Linked DNA regions of Mus musculus: region 2 is linked to region 1. The links are chromatin contacts, called in public HiChIP or PLAC-seq maps. All regions are on one chromosome and are shown on one strand. Each heading gives the region's core, a stretch centred on a gene start, on an enhancer-like site or on the middle of the called end of the contact. The rest is flanking DNA. Distances are from core to core; before and after follow the strand shown. Region 1 has its middle 85 kb from the start of Trpc6. Region 2 holds the start of Trpc6 (transient receptor potential cation channel, subfamily C, member 6).

Region 1 (2,700 bases), core at 46-2,545:
TTAGAAGGACCAAATACTCATGGATGCAAATACAAAGACAAAGTGTGGAACAGAGACTGAAGGAAAGGCCATCCAGAGACTACCCCACCTGGGGATCCATCCCATATACAATGAGCACAGGCAGACACAATTGTGGATACCAAGAAATTCATGCTGACAGGAGGCTGATATAGCTGGCTCCTGAGAGGCTTTGCCAGAGCCTGACATATATGGAGGCAGATGCTTGCAGCCAAACATTGAACTGATCATAGGGTCCCCAATGGAGAAGTTAGAGAGAAGACTAAAAGAGCTGAAGGGGTTTGCAACCCCATAGGAAGAACAACAATATCAACTGACCAGAGCTCCCAGGATCTAAACCACCAACCAAGGAGTACACATAGAGAGACCCATGGCTCCAGCTGAGTATGTAGCAGAGGATGGCCTTGTCAGGCATCAATGGGAGAAGAGGCCGTTGGTCCAGTGAAGGCTAGATGCCCTAGTGTTAGGGAATGTGAGGGCAGGGAGTTGGGGGTGCATGAGTGGGTGGGGGCACACCCTCATAGAAGCAGGGGGATGGCGAATGTGATGGGGGGTTCTGGGAGGAAATTGGGAAAGGGTATAACATTTGAAATGTAAATAAATAAAATATCCAATAAAAATGACTAAGCATATAAACAAAATCGAGTATCAGATGGATATGGCAATCACATTCTCTGTTTCATCTTGAATCTATTTTATCATTTTTATTATATTTATTTTATTTATTTCTTCATGCCCATGTGAATGTATGCACAAGCACACACATGCCATGATGCATATATGAAGGTCAGAAGACAATTTGTGAGAATCCGTTATGTCCTTCCACTATGTGGATCCCAGGGAGGCAGCACCTTTTCCTGCTGAGCTATGAGCCATCTCACCAGACCATAGTGACTGTTTCTAACAGGCTGCTTTTTAAGGCATTTTTTTTCCAATTTAGTCACTGTCCAATCTCTTTTCAAACTTATAGTTGAAAGCAGACATGGGCAATATGGCAGAGTAGAAGTTACCAGCCTTATATTCCTTAAAAAAAAAAAATAGCTAGCCATGAACAAAAATAGCTTAGAGGAGCTCAGGAGTCCAACTGAGCAAAAATTGAAGGGGAGAGCAGGAACTGGGAGGGGCTTCTTGGCAGAGACCTCTCTCTCTTTCTTGCTCAGGAACAAAGGAACTCAGGTTCAGTTATCCATCACACAATAGAAGCCATTTCATACTCAGTGGCCCACTCAACATTGGTTCAAGCAGACTAAAGCCTTTGCCACTGAGGACCTCCCCAGTGCTCAGCAGCTGCCAGACTCTATAGGCTTTCAGTCTAGACCCCTGTGATTTTGCTCACTGTGACTCTGGCTAGCTGCTCTGCAGGGAGCCCTAGAAACCATCTTTACTGACTTAATTAGAGCCTACTTCCCACCGTGAACTCCAGAAAGGGAGCTACTCCTCATTCCTTCCCCTCCTCATGCACACAAAAGGAGCTACTACTTAGCTAGCTATGGACTCTGCCAAAGTTTCAGAGCAGGAGCTGCACTGATTCCATACCCTCAATCTTATTCCATCCCCTTCTACTAGTGTCAGCACCTCAGTTCTGTTGTAGGCCACATATGTACAGCCTGGACCCTGATGCCACAGTGTTCTTGCCCAGCCTCAGGCTCCAACCTCCTGTGAACACCAGTACAATGGATGGATCTGTGTCCACTCCTACATAACTTCAATCCAGACATCTGACCCATGGCCACTCACGGAGAACAGCATGTGGACACTGGTACCACCATCTGTGGCAAACCTACAAGCCTGACTTGCCTAGCTACTCAAGAAACTGAGGCAGCTAAAGGGATCTGCAACCCTATAGGTGGAACAACATTATGAACTAACCAGTACCCCGGAGCTCTTGACTCTAGCTTCATATGTATCAAAAGATGGCCTAGTCGGCCATCACTGGAAAGAGAGGCCCATTGGACACACAAACTTTATATGCCCCAGTACAGGGGAACACCAGGGCCAAAAAGGGGGAGTGGGTGGGTAGGGGAGTGGGGGTGGGTGGGTATGGGGGACTTTTGGTATAGCATTGGAAATGTAAATGAGCTAAATACCTAATAAAAAATGGAAAAAAAAAGAAACTGAGGCAGGAGGACAACAACTTCAAGGCATGCCTGGGCTGTACAATGAGTTCAAAACCAGTCTGCATAACCTAATAACATTGTCTCAAAATAAAAGTTTTGTTGTTGTTGTTTTTTTGGTTTGGTTTGGTTTGGTTTTGTTTGTTTTGCTTTGCTTTGCTTTGCTTTGCTTTTTCTCAATAGGGAGTGTGAACAGGCTAGGATGAAGCTCCATTGTAGAGTGCTTAGCTAGCATTCCTGAGGCCCTAGGTTCAATCCCCAGTCCTGGGGTGGGAGGATGTGGCAGTAGTATATCTGAGTGTGACAGCTTCTGCCTTTTCAAGGAGTGCTTACTTCTTTTATATCTAATTATTTACATGACTGTTTACGTCCACCATTCTCCTGCTGGTTTTTCCATTGATCTGCCTTTAAGTGTAACAAAATAGTCAAGTAATTATGTTAATTCTTGCAGAGTATTTGGGATTATGTCTGCCTGGTTTCCTTGAAAACTGGACTATGTACCTTACATCTGTCACACTACTGTTAGAACTGGGTTTTTGGTTGTTTTTTGTTTGTTTGTTTGTTTGTT
Region 2 (2,700 bases), core at 184-2,683, 85 kb before region 1:
ATCACAGCTCTAAAAGCCAAGCTAAGTCATCAGGGTATGCCAGCCCCCTCACCCCCCAATGGAGGTGGGTTGGATATCACCACCCCTCCATACTCTAGAAGAACTAACCAAACTGATAAAGGCTTTCCTAGGAAACAGCTTGCGGAAGGCTGTGACAGGCCAGGAAACCTGGGTATTCGGTCAAGCAGAGATTAAGGGAAGGTGTAAAGAGCCAGAAATACTGTAGGTCTACTACACAAGTGCTCACAGCCTGCCAGGGGCAAAAGAGAAAGGAAGACTTTGTTTCTCCATTCTATTATCTGCTGTCTGTCCCTTCACAGCACCACTGTCACCAACCTCATGGGAGGGGAGTGGGGGTCAGTTGTTGTTGTTGCTGCTGGTGCTGTTGTTGTTAAAAAAGGCTCGTAGTTATTGAGATGCCACTAGTAAAGAGCTGGTCTCTGTTTTTCTATCCTATGGGTACAAAATCCTGAGGTCTATCTCCCCCGTTTAATCTCAGCTCCAGGGTGAGAAGGAGGTTGCCCATTCTCTCCCTAAGTAATCCGTGCTCAAGACCAGAGGACTTGGTAGAACTAGAGAGTGCACTATGGTGGGTTTCTTCAAAGACCCTTAGAGTTCTGATCACACAAAAGGTATCACTGGAGCAAAAACTGGAACCTGATCAGATCGTGCCTGTTGAGCAGAGTTCCTCAAGGTAGCAGGAGCTGTAGACATTGACCAAGCATAGCTCTCCTTCCCCCTGTGGTGACAAGCATTAGATCCCCTGTGGTGACCTGGTATCCCAACAGGAGTAGTGGGGAGGGAACCACATGGGCTCAATCTGAGGGTGAGCGCAGCCTTTGAGTGCTCACCAGCAGCCAGCCTCGTCCCATCTGCGCTAGCACCCCTCGCTTGTCTGGAAGTCTGGAGACACATGGCTGTTGAGGCGCGCACGGGACCCACTCCTGCAACCCGTGCTGCCCTCGCCCATACTTACAAGCTGGGGTAGTAGCCATACGGTGGCAGCGGGAGCTGCGGGTAGCCGTCGTCTCCCAGCTCGTCCATCAGCAAATAGTCCTGGCTCTCGTTGCGCCGGGTGCCGGCTCCAGGGGCAGCCTTTAGAGAGCCGCCCCTCCGGGTCACGAACCTCGGGCTCTGGCTCATGGCACAGTGCCTGGCCGGCCTGCACCCCTGCTTCCGTGGATGGGAACCTGGGGAGAAGGGGCCGCGTCACCAACTGAGCTGGACCCGAGCAAAGCAATGCCAGGGAGAGGATAATGAGGGAAGAGATGCAGATTCCTGACTGGCTAGGTTCTGCCAATGGCTTCCCTGCCCGCCACAGTGGAAGTCACTAGTTAGGGGCTTGGGAGACAGCCGCGAAAGGAACCTTGACCTGAGCGCATCCGGACCGCGCAGACAGGCGGCCCCAGGCTCCCAGGCAGAGGGCACAGGCGGGGCCTCAGTGGCAGCCGCTAGGGAGAGCCGCTGAAGAGTTACTATGTCAACCGTGACTCTCCAGCCCTCGCCTCCCGCCTTCTTCCCCCACGTCCTCCGTCACGATCCCCACCTTTAAAGGGATCGAAAGGACCGTCCAGAAATCCGCCGACCCCTGTCTGGAAGCCACAACTTACAGAGCTAGAATAAACTAAACTAGTGGGAGCCAGGCACATTCTTTATTTGGGCTTGGGAGGGTAAACTGCTCCCAAAGTAGGGTTCTTAAGTAACACCAAGGGAGGGCTTTCGAGGAAGTTTCTTTTAAGTAACACTCAGAAATCGAGATCTTCTCCTTCTTCCACGCTTCCTTCATTTTCTTGAGATGTTTCTCTCCCATTCCCAAGCTCCGACGTAATGGAAGAGCAGTCTGTGTTCTTACCGTGGAATGTTCCTGGTTCCTGAAAAAAAACCAACAGAAAAAGGGCATTTTCCGATGGTGTCTGCTTGCTTTAAGGAAAATCCTCCCTGATTCATTTGAATGCCATAAATCGTGTATTTTCTCCAATGTCCTAACTGCTTTGAAAACTTGTTTTAACAATCTGATCAATTGGCATACATCTGTCAAAATCAAAACCTTCTCAACAAGAACAAATGGGATTTCTCTCAGTGGTTAAAGTGCTTGGAGCAAAAGTATGGGGACATGCGTTGAGGTCTCCAGTATTTACATAACAGTCTTCCATGGTGAAGGACATCTCTAATTTGAAGCTGGCTGGCCAGCTAATCTAGCCAAAACAGCAAACTCCAGATTCAGTGAGCCCTGCTTGAAAAAGTCTGGTGGAGGGTTGACAGAGAAAGAAAACTTAAATTGATCCACATGGGCATTCAAATTCCCCACCCTATGCACACAGAGACAGACACACAGAAAGTCACACAGAGATAGACAGACAGACAGACAGACACACACACACACACACAATAAATGAGTATTTATAGTGGTTGAATTAAAAGAAAATTAAGAATCCATTCACTCACTATTCATCACTATTTAATGCATACCAACAACTATTTTAGGATTCAGGGACAATCAGTTGAAGGACTGTCTGTCCTAACAGTGCTCCCAGGAAAGAGAAATGTTGGTTAAATAATCAGAGCATATAACACTCACCTCTAAACCCTGCACTTGAAATCCTGAGGCAGAAGATTGGGGAGAGTTCAAGTCTAACCTTGACTATATATGAGTTCCAAGCAAGCCTGGCCTACAGAGTCACAATCTACCTCAAAAGAAAA

What was found. HiChIP or PLAC-seq counts read pairs in DNA pulled down with a chosen protein or histone mark.
Region 2: an H3K27ac HiChIP or PLAC-seq map of embryonic stem cells shows a contact between it and region 1, with 5 read pairs. The contact joins the promoter of Trpc6 here to the enhancer-like site in region 1. A contact is called at or near these places in 2 of 39 promoter capture datasets (hippocampal neurons and stem cell-derived epiblast-like cells), 2 of 484 Hi-C or Micro-C datasets (cortical neurons and uterus), 2 of 115 datasets of contacts at active chromatin or transcription factors (both in embryonic stem cells) and 1 of 9 other capture datasets (adipose tissue).

Annotation. Positions count from the first base shown.
Region 1 is chr9:8,457,901-8,460,600 of GRCm38.p6, reverse strand. No RefSeq gene overlaps it. Among named protein-coding and RNA genes, the nearest start is that of Trpc6, 85 kb to the left of the region's middle. Within about 2 kb of position 1,295, at least 7 of the 459 cell types and tissues checked have an H3K27ac peak or open chromatin away from gene starts, as enhancers often do. A contact at or near this core is called in embryonic stem cells and stem cell-derived epiblast-like cells, where this site is marked.
Region 2 is chr9:8,542,875-8,545,574 of GRCm38.p6, reverse strand. Trpc6 (transient receptor potential cation channel, subfamily C, member 6) reads right to left here and starts at 1,433. Exons shown (of 13, transcript NM_013838.2): 1 at 977-1,433. The coding sequence starts at 1,143.